Linked DNA regions of Sus scrofa: all the other regions are linked to region 1. Evidence: chromatin contacts called from public Hi-C and HiChIP or PLAC-seq data. All regions are on one chromosome and are shown on one strand. The core of a region is the stretch at or near the end of the contact, and the rest is flanking DNA. Distances in the headings are between cores, read along the strand shown. Region 1 has its middle 53 kb from the start of PRPS1. Region 2 overlaps TSC22D3 (TSC22 domain family protein 3). Region 3 overlaps TSC22D3 (TSC22 domain family protein 3).

What was found. A called contact is a pair of places that touch in the nucleus more often than the background predicts. HiChIP or PLAC-seq counts read pairs in DNA pulled down with a chosen protein or histone mark.
Region 2: an H3K27ac HiChIP or PLAC-seq map of alveolar macrophages shows a contact between it and region 1. The contact joins two enhancer-like sites. A contact is called at or near these places in 10 of 47 Hi-C or Micro-C datasets (blood, embryonic fibroblasts, epiblast stem cells and 7 more) and 2 of 2 datasets of contacts at active chromatin or transcription factors (alveolar macrophages and skeletal muscle).
Region 3: a Hi-C map of omental adipose tissue shows a contact between it and region 1, with 2.6 times the contacts expected there. The contact joins two enhancer-like sites. A contact is called at or near these places in 1 of 5 promoter capture datasets (liver), 36 of 47 Hi-C or Micro-C datasets (adipose tissue, alveolar macrophages, blood and 18 more) and 2 of 2 datasets of contacts at active chromatin or transcription factors (alveolar macrophages and skeletal muscle).

What each region holds. Positions count from the first base shown.
Region 1 is chrX:88,125,944-88,130,336 of Sscrofa11.1, reverse strand. No RefSeq gene overlaps it. Among named protein-coding and RNA genes, the nearest start is that of PRPS1, 53 kb to the right of the region's middle. Within about 2 kb of position 1,921, at least 24 of the 83 cell types and tissues checked have an H3K27ac peak or open chromatin away from gene starts, as enhancers often do. A contact at or near this core is called in adipose tissue, alveolar macrophages, liver and 3 more, where this site is marked.
Region 2 is chrX:88,188,482-88,192,874 of Sscrofa11.1, reverse strand. All of the region lies in intron 2 of TSC22D3 (TSC22 domain family protein 3), which reads left to right. Among named protein-coding and RNA genes, the nearest start is that of TSC22D3, 43 kb to the left of the region's middle. Within about 2 kb of position 2,079, at least 21 of the 83 cell types and tissues checked have an H3K27ac peak or open chromatin away from gene starts, as enhancers often do. A contact at or near this core is called in alveolar macrophages, liver and retroperitoneal adipose tissue, where this site is marked.
Region 3 is chrX:88,167,929-88,172,321 of Sscrofa11.1, reverse strand. TSC22D3 (TSC22 domain family protein 3) reads left to right here. Exons shown (of 4, transcript XM_021080824.1): 4 at 1-997. Among named protein-coding and RNA genes, the nearest start is that of TSC22D3, 63 kb to the left of the region's middle. Within about 2 kb of position 2,256, at least 32 of the 83 cell types and tissues checked have an H3K27ac peak or open chromatin away from gene starts, as enhancers often do. A contact at or near this core is called in adipose tissue, alveolar macrophages, mesenteric adipose tissue and 2 more, where this site is marked.

The sequences.
Region 1 (4,393 bases), core at 672-3,171:
AGATATCCTTCTTCCGCTTTTAAAGACAAGGAAACTGGAGCTCAGAGAGGTTAAGAAACTTTTCTGATGTTGCACAGTGGCTCTGCGTCCAGCTCTTGGACGTTGGTGCCTGGGATCTTTCCACTGCATCACGCTGCCTCCGCTTTGCCAATCTTTGCCCAGAGGTCCCATCGTTCATCTCCTTCTTCTTCTAAACCTTCTCCATTTCTCCCAGCCTCTGGACATTGCTCTTTGATGAAGACTAGACTGTCACAGAGCATGGGCGCAGCGAGCCTGGGACCTAGGTTTGCTGGAGAGAGTCTCGGTTTCAAACACTGAAGCTTGTTTCCCCTAAGCACATTCATCCTTGTCAAATATGCGTCCTGATCTTTGGTTTGGAAAATGCGGCCAACATAAGTGAGCCATGCTCTATTTTGAGGCTGATTCATATTCAGCTTGTGGTCAACTCCCTTTTTCACTTGGTGTTTTTCTTGTTTATTTGTGTTGAGCCAAATTATGTTGTTAGGTTTTGTCACTAACGAGCCCCTTGCACTTGTCCCCACTGAATTACATGCTGGTTTCCAAGGACCTTCTTTCTCCAGCTCATCCGACAGGAAGTCCTTCCCTCATCCCCTTTGGGTTTGGCCTCCTCCCAATCTTCTTTCATTTTCAAGTCACTTCAGGCTCTGCGAAACTGTCTCCACCCTCCCCAAATGTCCCATCTGTCTCCCTCCTTTCCCTGCTCTGGGAGCCCTAGTGTGGCTTCCTCGGGCCAGTGCACACAGGTGGAGGGAGATAGAATCTCTTGCCCTAAAGGGGTTTGGGGAGGAGGGTCTGGCCGTGGCTAAGAATGTCTCCTCATGGTGGCCTTAGGCTGCAAGCTCTCCTAAGCCAGCTCCAGACCTAACTTGGCCCCAGGAGGATGCCAGGGGTCTGTGGACTTCTCTTTAGATAAGATGGCTCCTCGGTAGGTAATGGGAGACCCTTTGGGAGGGGGGAGGTCCTTTAACTCAGTCCTGGCCCCCTTTGGGACATCCCATTGTCTGAATGCTGTGGAATCCCAGGCCGGTTGCTAGGCACAGGGCGCTCAAACAATGTAGTGTGACAGCTCCCCAGCCTGCCCCAGGGGCCTCCCCAAGCCACAAGGGTGTGGTTTGCAGTCTGGGTACATTCTGTACCCTCACTCCGGGGGCGGGTTTGTGGTTCTCGGTGCTGTGCAGCGGAGCTCCGCCCATGCCTTTCCTCTCCAGCCACAAAAACAAGCTTAGACACCAAGAGGGGAGGAATCGAAACAGAGGCTGTTACTGTACAGCTGGCCCCTGGAGACTCGGAGATGGACCCGCCCCCTTCCCCTTCCCCTTCCCTAAAGGCATCCCAGGGTAGAAGGCCAGCACTGTCACCTGCTCTCTACTGCCGGTTCTTCGATTCCCACCCCATGCCTTTTTGAAGCCACCTTTTTGCTGAGCCACCCAGCAACTGCCTACGGGGGATGCAAGGCAGCACTCTTTGGGGACTGGCTGTCACCGCCTTTCCCAGAGACCCCACACCATAGCTTACCTCACTATGGGTAGGCACTGTTGTAAAGCACCTGACATATCTCATTTAATCCTCGCAACCACTGGAGAGACGTCCCTGGGCTTTTGTCAATCACATCTTACAGACAAACAGGAGGCCCAGAGAGGTTAAACACGATGGCCAAGGTCATAAACCATCAAGTGGCAGAAGCAGGATTTGAACCCAAGTCTGAGTCTATGGTCTTTCCACTGGGACTGGACGGCCAGCCCAGGACGATCCTGAGGACTGAGCAGGTAACACCTCCCAGCGATCTTTTCACTGGAGAATAAGCCAGCTCGGGCCTCGGAGGAAAGGATGTACTGCCTGGAAAAGCTGGGAGAAGCAGGCATGACCTTTGCCCAGTTACAGGGATTCCCCAGGACTCCCTGGGAGTCAGGCCACACCCAGCGCGGCTTCTGCTGGGTTGGCCGGCAGTGTCAGCTCTGGAGTCGGTAGGTGAGCGCGCTTGTGTGTGTGTGTGTGTGTGTGTGTGTGTGCGCGCGTGTGTGTGCAGGCGAAGCCTGGGGGTGGGGTGGGAGAGGAGGTGGCTAAAGGGAGGCATCTTCCCAGAGCTCTCTGGCACCCTCTTCAGGCAATGCACGCTCACTGCCGCTCCTCTCTCTGGATAACCAGCCTGGGACCTCTGAGGCTCTGTTCTTGGACCTCAGAACCCATCACCCTTCCTTGTAGGCGGCAAGCTCGATGGACCAGGCTGCGGCTGGCCCTGTTTTTATTTCTGTCTCTTTAATCTTTTTTTTAACCGTTTTAACCATGTTAAGTGTACCACACAGTGGCATTAAGTGCATTCCCATGTTGTGCAACCATGGCCACTATCCATCTCCAGACTTTTCCATCATCCCAAACTGAAATTGTACCCATTAAGCAGTCACTCCCCACCCCCTCCTCTCCCCAGGTCCTGGCAACTGCTATGCTACTTTCTGTCCCTATGAATTTGACAGTGCTAGGTACCTCGTATAAGTGGACCCATTCACTGTTTGTCCTGTTTTGAATGGCTTCCTTCACTTAATGTCATCCACGTTCATCCAGTTTGAAGCATGGGTCAGCATTTTATTCTTTCTTTTTAAGGCTGAGCAATACCCCACTGTATTACAGACTACATTTTTGTTTACCCATTTGTCCGCTGATAGACGTTTGGGTTTTCGCCTTTGGGCTATTTTGAATAATGCTGTGAACGTGGGTGTACAAGGATCTGCTCCAATCTCTGCTTTCACTTCAAGTCCCCCTGCCAGGGGTCAAACCTGGGCCACAGCAGTAACCAGAGCCACAGCAGGGGCAACATCTGATCCTTAACCTGCTGAGCCACCAGGGAGCTCCTCTCTGCTTTCACTTCTTTGAGACATCTCTCTAAGAGTGGATATGGAGGTATTAGCCCATTCCCCACAGCAGGCTAGTGGCCTGGCCCTCCTCAGAGGAAGCTTGCCATCACAACTTTCCACCCTGGCTCTGTTTTGTCTCGGCGCACCTGTCGGCACCTCTAGGAAAAGCTTTTCACGTCACCCTACCCTACCGCCATCCCATTGCCAAAGATCCGCAGCACCAACTCTGACTGGGGAGCCTCCCTGGGTTTCATTGACTATTTCTGCTCTGTGTATTTATGATCATATTCTCTCCTTTTGAAGACCATGTCTGTCTCAGTTGCCCTCTTTATCAGCATCCTCAGGACCACGACCACAGCTGCCATGGCCTTGGTACAATCAGTGGGAAGCAGTGTGGTGCAGCGATGAAGGGCTTGGGCTCTGGGGCCAGACTGCTGGGGGGTGGGGGGGCTTGAATCCTGCCTCGCTTCTAGTGTAACTTTGAGCAAGCTACTTGGCCGCACCATGCCTCAGTTTCTCCATCAGTAATGCGGGGACGATAGGTATAGCATCTATCTCAAGGGATTATGAGGGATTAAATGATGTAATGGACACAGAGCCCTCAGGGCAGCATCTGCTCCTTAGTAAACTCTAAACAGATGGGAGTCCGTCCTTTAGGTCTCCTTTCTCCTACTCAGTGCCTCCTTGACTGGGGAAGAAAGAAAAAAAAAAAATCAGGAGATAGCAGGAGCCACCTCAGTCGGTTTTCTGGGGAGGGTTGGTCTTGAATTTGACTCCCGGCTCCACTATCCCCGCCCCCATCCCTGTGTGGATGGTCTTTTCAGGCTGGCACCCCTCCCCTTGCGTGCAGTGCTTTTGTTAAGTCAGTGTAAACAATATAGAGACTAGCAAGACGGCTCTTTAGCCCTGCAGCCCCCGCACATTGTAGCCATTGTGTGCTGGCGAACCTGGAGGGGCTGCTGGGCTCCCGCTGGGGCCAAATAAGGCGCAGGAAAGCTGCCAGCAGCAGCTGGCTGGACGAAACCTCTCTTCCCCCTCAGGAACCTGCAACAGTGGGGATACATTGTTTCGGACTTCCAGGCGGCGAGAGGAGAAAGGAGGCTCAGAGGCGTTCATTCTTATCAGCAACGCTAGCCCTATCTAGTTGGTCCTGTTGGGTAAAGCGACTTATTAATAGAGTCTATTAATAGGGTCAAGACCATCACTTCTGTCTCCTCCGCCGTCCTCCAAACACTGATGGGGCACCTGTTACAAACCAGGCGCCGCGACAGACACAGATAAGCAGAGGAAGATGCCTGCCCTCGAGGGACCCGGGCCAAGAAAGTGCCAGGCTCCGGAGCGCGGAGTTGGGACGGAGCAGCCCCTCCCCCACCCGCGTCCTCCTGGAAAAGTGAGGCGGGATGTCCCAGAGGCAGTGCGGACTTTTGTGTTGACGCTTGAAAGGGGGAGTTTGGCAGACCGCGGCAAGGCAGCGAGGGCGGGACAGTCTCTCCGGGTGGGGGGTGGGGGGTCAGGATGTTTGT
Region 2 (4,393 bases), core at 830-3,329, 62 kb before region 1:
GCTGATTGCTTATGCTGAGAAATTCAGAGGGTGCCCCAAACTGCTCCCAGCCTCTCATCCCTGTGGGAAAGGTGGGGTCGCCAGAGAAACTTAGTGGCACTAGGCCAGGGAGGCCTGAAATCACATACTAGCGTGCGAGTCCTGGAGATGAAAGAGCCCAGCCCATTCTCCGGGTTTGAGAGGCCAAGGGCAAGGTGGGTTGGAAGAGCAGGCAGGCAGGGCCTGGTGGATCTAGAGGTGGAGCGGTTGCCTATCTGGCAAGATGTCAGGGGCCCCAAAGCAGACTCCACCCCGCAGTCTCCCCCAGCACACGCAAGCCAACAAGGATGTGTTTCGGGAACACACATGCTGGGTGTTCCGCGCTGTGCTCAGCCTCTGTAGCAAATTGTCAAGTTCAGTCATTACCCCTGCCCCAGAGTCCTTCCTCTTCAAAGCTTTGATGAGGATGGGCTGAGGTCAGGGCTGCGAGGGCAGGGTCATTCGGCGCACAGATGGCCCTGGGCCCTGAGCGGCCAAGAAGGAGAGAGTGTGGCAAGAGGCCCTTGGATGGTGGAGGAAGGCCTGAGGGCGACAGGCCTGGGGGCGAGCGGGAGATGTTCTTGAAGCAGGGTGGAGGTGCACAGGAGACCAAATTGGGCCAACACCCAAGCCCTGGAGGAGAAACAGAGGAACGGGGCAGGCCAGAGACACACTGACATTCTGTAAAGAGGGCTCTGCCAGGTACCCAAGTTACCTTCAAGCACAGCAGCGGGGAGCCAAGATACCTGCTCTTTGTCCCAGGCCTTGCCATTTAGAAAATACACTCTCTCTCTGTCATTCTGTCTCTGTCTATGTCTCTGTCTCTGTCTGTCTGTCTGTCTGTCTCTCTCTCTCTCCCTCTCTCTCTCTCTCTCTCTCACACACACACACACACACACACACACAAGGTCTCCTTTAATTTTCATAGCATCCCTGTCAAGGTAGGTAGGGCAGGGGTAATTGCTTCCATTTGACAGATGAAGAAACCGAGACTCGGCGAGATTAAGTGACTTGCCCGAGGTTACACAGACAGTTTTCATGGCAGAGAAGGGACCCGCACTTTGGTCTCCCGACTCCTGGGGCAGCGAAAAACAGAACTGGCCTAATGAGCATCCAAAGTATGGAGGTAATCACCTCCACAGCGGTATCTCAGGAATTCTGGGCCAAAAAACCCAGGCCCGTAAATCTCTCTCTCTGCTAATATATGAAATTTCATTCTTTTTTTTTTTTTTTTGGTCTTTTTGTCCTTTTAGGGCCACACCAGCAGCATATGGAGGTTCCCAGGCTAGGGGTCCAATCGGAGCTGTAGCCACCAGCCTACGCCAGAGCCACAGCAACGCGGGATCCGAGCCGCGTCTGCAACCTACACCACAGCTCACGGCAACACCAGATCCTTAACCCACTGAGTGAGGCCAGGGATCAAACCCGGAACCTCATGGTTCCTAGTTGGATTCGTTTCCGCTGCGCCACAGTGGGAACTCCTTAAATTTCATTCTTAAAGATGCATTCTCCTGGTTTGAAACTGTGGCCCCCGTTAAAATGCTAAAGGGGGAGTTCCCATTGTGGCTCAGGGGTTAGGGACCCCGACTAGCATCCATGAGGATATGGGTTCAATCACTGGCCTCGCTCAGTGGGTCAAAGATCGGCATTGCCATGAGCCGGGGTGTAGGTCGCAGACGCAGCTCGGATCTGGCACGGCTGCAGCTCCAATTCGATCCCTAGCCTGGGAACCTCCATAGGATGCAGCCCTAAAAGACAAAAAAAAAAAAAAAGTGAAAGGGTGCTGGAAGAAAGAGTAGGGGACATGGGGACTATCTCAGCGCCTGAGAATAATGCCTGGGAGTGTTCCTAAGGAAAAGCCGGGCCATGGAGTGGGGAGGGGGAGGAGAGGGCAGGGGGCATATTAGGAGGGGAGGCAGCACTGGCAAACCTACCCCTTTTGCGTAAGAAAGGGAGGAGTTGCGTCAGAGTGAGAATGCGGGCGATGCTGAGGAGGGGGGCAAGTCTGCCTGGCCTCCGAGAATTCTAATGGATGACTGCCCCGGAGTCCTTGAGGGAGGACTTCATGTCGCCGTGGGGGCGGGGGAGAGGTTAGGGGGGCAGCCAGCAGGGCTGAACAGGGAAGCAGGTTAGCCTAAGAAGCTGGAATTGTGGACGAGTGGGTGGGGGTGGGGGAGCTATTCAGGGAGCTGGCCTGGGGCCAGGGGCCAGTCCCAAGGGGGTGAGCAGAGGCTTGAGAACTCTGGGCCCCATTCCAGCTCCTGACCTTGAGTCACCATGCAACTCGGCACTTTTCCTACCTCAGTCCAGACACCCATCAAGTCTGTTATCTCAGCTTCCCGTTTTACAGAAAACTGTGTAAACGTTGCTCTCCTGACTCCTTCTGACCGACCCTGCCCTTCCTACATTCCTCGCCATCCCCCATCCAGCATCCTGCAAGCCTCCTGGGCCTCCTGGAAGCTCTTGCCTGCTGCCTTTGGTCCCAGAGGCTGTGCCTCCATGGTGCAGGTTGCCCCTGTACCCTCTGGTCCCAAGGGCAAGGGCGCCTGAAGCCCTCGCTCCGCCCTTGGCCTGGGCGTCTACACTCAGGGGCACAGCCGTAAAGAGCTATATCTGAAGACCTCAAGGCTGGGACTTTTAGAACTGGCAGCAACCTTGGAAGTCACTTTTACTATTCCTTCCTCCCTTCATGCAATTACTCCTTTTGCTGAGCACTTACTATGTGCCAGACACCGTTACAGGCCCTCGCTGTATGGTGTCATGGAGCTCTCGGTCTAAATAGGGATATCATTCATCAAATACATAGAAATTCGTAGCCTCCGTCCCGTCATTTTACATGTAGGGGCAACTGGGGCACAGGGTGGTTATGAGGCTTTTTCAAGGTTGTTCTGGTGGCCAGGGTCAAAACCAGGCCAGACCCGGTGTCCTGACTACTATCCCAGTATCCCAGTTTCCCAGTGCCCTTTCCACCATGCTCTGGAAAGAACACAGCACGAGTGTAAGGGCAGAGCATTTATTCCTCTGTGCAGAGCCAGACTTAACCTATAGTCAGAGCAGTGCATGGCCTACTTGGCAAGATTGGAAGATCTCTTATGAGCAATCTCCCCCCTCTCACCATTGCCCCCCCCCAGCTTGTTCCCTCCCCACCGTCATGCCCCTACCCATGCCTCGAATTATACCACTGAAAGCTAAAGCCTCGTGATCTATGCAGAGCCCGTTAAGACATTACCTGCCATGTATACCAACACATTTCCCCGATTTGTTTTTTAGGATGGGCCCATAAGGCCGGGTACTTATGATTTGCAGGAGAAAGAGACTAAGAGTCCCCTTTAAAAGGGGCATTGCTGGAGTTCCCGTTGCGGTTCAGTGGAAATGAATCTGACTGGCATCCAGGAGGACGCAGGTTCAATCCCGGGCCTTGCTCAGTGGGTTAAGGATCCGGCATTGCCGTGAGCTTTGGTGTAGGTCGCAGACACGGCTCAGATCTGGCATTGCTCTGTCTCTGGCATAGGCCAGTGGTTACAGCTCTGATTCAACCCCTAGCCTGGGAAACTTCCTATGCCACAGGTGCGGCCCTAAAAAAAAAAGTAGTAAAATAAAAATAAAAGGGGCATTGCTAGCAAGGGCAAGGTGCCTCTAAACAGTAGTGAGGGGACCCACGGAACCCTGGGCAGCAGGAGGGCACAGGCGCCCGCGGGGACAGGCAGGAGGAAGGTACCTGAAAAGGAAGCAGGAAGGTTCTGAAGACAGACTCCTACTTCACGGTTTAGGCTGGGGGCCAGCCCTGCACCGACACCAACACCATGATTGGTGACATTTTGTTTCAGATTGCGTGTTTACATTTCGTCTTTCCTTATACTGGATTATACTGAGTCTTTTGTCCCTTCCCCAGCCTGGTGTCTGCGTAGTTGGTATTTGTTTGCAATTAGGAGGGGCCTTCCCTGTGTCTGATCAAGCAGTTGCCTTTAAACAGTGCGCCAGGCCTGAAACGAAATGCAGATCCATTCCCCCCTGACATGCTAGGGGGCTCTCCTGGTCCAGGGAATTGCAATGGGAATCCTTTTGTCAGTGGAAGGAACCGGCTCCCACCTGGGGGCTTCCCCTTCCTGACCTTGATAAAGGCCCGTTTCCAGTTCCCCTGCAGCTGGGATGAAGGGGGTTCAGTGTGAATGGCCATTCGTGCCAAGCATGCAGCCCTGCCTAGAAATCTCAACACAAAGCAAGAGGCCCAGCTAGAGACAGCCCCGAGCTCTAGAATCGCACGCCAGGGCTTCGCACCTCTCCTCTGCCACTACTAGCTGGGGTACCCTAGGCCAGGCACCAAACCTCTCTGAGCCTCAGTTTCCTCATCCAGAGACTGGGCCTAATGATAATC
Region 3 (4,393 bases), core at 1,007-3,506, 42 kb before region 1:
AGGTAGTTTGAGACGGGCTGCCAGTTTGCTCCAGAAAGTATAAGGGGTCTGTTTATCCATTTCCATGGACATCTTCAACAGCTTCATCTGACAACGACTGTTCCGATGAAGCAGCCACTTGTGTTTTAAGCAGAGGCAACCTCTCTCTCCTCCCCTGCCTCGCCAAGGCAGGACCACGGTTGGGAGAGTTTGAGCCAAGTCAGCCTTCTGTTGGTTAACATGGTGTAATGCATGGCTTTGGGCACAGCCCAGTGTGGGATTACGGCTTTGGGATGACCGCTTACAAAGTTCTGTTTGGTTAGTGTTGGCATCGTTTTTCTATATAGCCATACATGCGTATACATACCCATAGGGCTAGATCTGTATCTTAGTGTAGCGACGTATACATAAGACACCTACACCCACGTGTTGAAGGGCCTAACCAGCTTTGGGAGTACTGACTGGTCCCTTATCTCGTAAGGCTAATTCTTTTGACTGTGTTCATTCACCACGTTGATCCATTTTGTCCTTTAGGTTAAGTAAAACTAAAAGAGTAAAGGCAGGGAGGGGGGCCAGCCTCCGAATGCCTTGCTGCTGCACCCCTTGCCCCGTCTGTCCCCTGAAGGCGTGTGAGGTCCTCTTTTGAACGCCAAACCCACCATTCACTGGTGCTGACTACATAGAATGGGGTTGAGAGAAGATCAGCTGGGACTTCACATCGTCATTCGAAAACTTTTTTTTTTTTTTTTTTATGTTTGTGGAAAACTTTCAAGTGAGCAGAACAACTAGCTTGCAGGTGTCCTCTTGCGGATAAGGGGTGGACAAGGGAATGGCTTTGACCCGACAGTGCCTGGGTAATGTGCTCAGGGAGCTTGTCTCTAGGGAGTTCTGTGGCCGTGAACACTTTCCACTTTCCGACACCTTATCCTGATGTTATGTCTCCAGGATTTGGATTTTGATTTTTCAAATGTAGCTTGAAATTTCAATAAACTTTGCTCTTTTTTTTTCTAAAAATAAAGCTGGTGTCTGACTGAGTTTAAAATGCAATGGGGGGGTAGAGGCCCCCGCCTATGGTCGGGGGATGCTGTTTTTCTGACTCACTGTTGCTTCACTGGCACCCCTACAGCCACGATCTCGTGGAACCATCACCATACCCCATGTACAGGTGAGGAGGCTGAGACTCAGCCAGTTTAAGTGACTTGCCCAAAGTCACTCAGCTATTATGGCGAACTGGGACCCAATCCTCTCTCGCTCCAGCTTTCATAGTACAGCTTTGGAGTGAGTGGCGAGGTGGCAACGGACACAACTTCAGCTCAAGGAAGTGATTGGGGGGGGTGGATATCCCAAGAAAGCCCTAAAGAAAAGGGCAGGGTGGGAGAGGGGAGGGAATGGGTTGGACTGGGAACTTGGAGTTTGTAGATGCAAACTATTGCATTAAGAGTGTATGGGCACTGAAGTCCTACAGCACAGGGAACTATATCTGGTCTTGAGATGGACCATGATGGAGGATAATATAGGAAAAGGAACACACACACACACACACACACACACTGCTGAGTCACTTTGCCGAACAGCAGAAATTGGCACAACATTATAAATCAACCATACTTTAATTCAAAAGCAAAGAAAAAAAAAAGTAAGAGTTCCCGTCATGGCTCAGCAGAAACGAATCTGAGAATCTGACTAGCATCCAAGAGGATGCAGGTTTGATCCCTGGCTTCGCTCAGTAGGCTAAGGATCCGACGTTGCTGTGAGCTGTGGGGTAGGTTGCAGACCAGGTTCAGATCTGGCGTGGCCGTGGCTGTGGCGTAGGCCGGCAGCTGTAGCTCCGATTCAACCCCTGACCTGGGAACCTCCATATGCTGCAGGTGCAGCCCTAAAAAAAGACAAAAAAAAAAAAAGAAGAAGAAGAAAAGAAAAAGTGGGATACATGTGAGGGAGCAAGAAGAGAGGAACCAGATAAACACAAGTGGGCCCCTTCCCTCCTCAGAAAACATCATCCCACCACTTGGTGCATTGTCCTTAATACCCATCCGCAGGGGAGCCCTGATGTCAGAAAAGGCGCTAAGAGGGCCTTAGTGAGAAAAGGATGCAGAATGTATGCAGCGGCCCGAACCCCATCCCTCTCCCCCGAGGAAAGAGGCTCTCAAGCCCCACTGCTCCACTTGTCGCTGCTGAAAGTATGCTTACAAGACCCACCGGCCTCATGAGCAGGGCCAAGTCTAAGGACCCGGACGCCCCATTCCCTACTCTTCCTGTCTTTGGGGGTCATCCTCACCCATCATCCTCACCCTTTCGCCGGCCCCCTGTCTCTGGCATTTGGAGTGCTGCCATTTCTCTGATACTCTGTCAATGGGCATTCGTTGTCTCCTCCACCGTGCCCTCACCTGGAGCCACCGTGGCCCCTGAGCTGTGTTCTCAGCCCCCTGGTTTCCCTTTGTCACTTGAAATTTAAAAGAACTCCTTGATGTTGCTGAGTCATAAACCTCAAGGACCCAGAGGTCTCAGCCCCCTTCCTTGCACCCATCAATTTCTAAATATATTTAAAAGGTCAGCCTTCCTTCGCTGTAAGTGTCAGTTACGTTGGGTTGGCCCGTTCGTTTCCAGTCACTAAAACTCTGCTTTGGAACGTGACAAACTCCTGCTTGCTGGCCTCTCCAATCCCAATTTCCCACCCTTGCTCCTCACCTCTCTACTCATGATGCCAAGTTCATTGTCTATACCTGCCCACTCGATCGATCTCGTGGCTGTACAGATTCCACAGCTGCTGAAATGGATATCTAGACTTTGGATCAGGCAGCTACTTGCCCAGCTTCCCCCACCTCTGGCCCCAACCCAACAGGGATCTCCCCAGTTCCCACTCACTCCCATCCCCTCCCTGCCTCAAGAAGAGCTGAGGGACTTTTCGGCTCATCTACAGACTTCCCACGCCCTGATTTCCAGCCAAACAAGAACCAACAGAGGAAAAAAAAGGAAACCCAGAAGCTGGCCCAGCAAGCACACAGCCCTCTCTGGTCATCCAGCCCTTCCCTACGAGAAAGGGGAAAAAACATACCCACAGTCACACAGTGGGAAAGAGAGAACCACTCGGTTGCCTAGGCAACCGTGACTAAACAGAGACAAACACTGCAACTTCTGAGGCCACAGCGGTTGCTAGACTAGATAAGAGGAACTTTGTGGCTGTTTGTTAGTCACATAGAGGAGCAGCTCTTGTTATTGTTGTTCCACAGAAAACCAAGAAAGGGTGGGGCAAGGCAAAAGAATGCACTGCTCCTGGAAAGACCTTCGCAGGCTTTGGGCTTCTGGGCGCAGCCAATGCTCCCCTGCCTGGACATGCCCCCTCTCCCAGGACCCTCCTATCTGTCATCTCATCCAACCCTTTGCAGCCAGCCCTCCCCGAAATCCATGTTTCCTGCCCTTAGGAAAAGAGGCACTTACAGAGTTCCCTTGTGGCACAGTGGGTTAAGGACCTGGCATTGTTACTGCAGTGGCTCTGATCACTGCTGTGGCGGGGGGGGGCGGTTTCGATCCCCGGCCCAGGAACTTCCTCATGCCATGGACAAAACCAAAAAAAAAGAAGGAAAAAGTCGCTTACACGATTTAACTCCATGTCATGGCCAAGAAAATTGAGAGCCAGGGAGCTTGGTACCACGCCCACGGCTGCCACTGATCCCGTGGGGTACTGGATCCCAGTCTTTGTGCAAGAACATCCCTTTTATTTTTTTTTTATTTTTTATTTTTATGATTTGTCTTTTTAGGGCTGCACCCGGGGCATATGGAAGTTCCCAGGCTAGGGGTTGAATTGGGTCGAACCTGCATCCTCCTGAATACTAGTTGGATTCGTTACTGTTGCACCACAACAGGAACTCCCCAAGCGCCACTTTCAAATGCCAAAACTATTCTCAGATCTCCCCCAACCCCAGAGTAGTTGAACTTTTAGTACAGATATACCTCGCTTTATTGCGCTTCATGGATACTCCGTGCTTTTTGTTTTCAAATTAAAGTTTTCTGGCTACCTCTGCATCGAACAAACCTATCAGTGTCATTTTCCCAACAGCATTTGCTCACTTCGTGTCTCCGTGTCACATGGTGGTTTTTCTTTCAATATTTTAAATTTCTTCATTTGTTATATTTGTTACGGTGACCTGTGATCAGTCATCTTTGATGTTATAACTTGATGAAGGCTAGAATTTTTTCACAATCGAGTATTTTCTTCTTCTTCTTCTTTTTTTTTTTTTTTTTTGTCTTTTTGCCATTTCTTGGGCTGCTCCTGCAGCATATGGAGGTTCCCAGGCTAGGGGTCCAGAGCTGTAGCCGTCGGCCTATGCCAGAGCCACAGCAACACGGGATCCAAGCCGCGTCTGCGACCCACACCACAGCTCATGGCAACGCCGGATCCTTAACCCACTGAGCA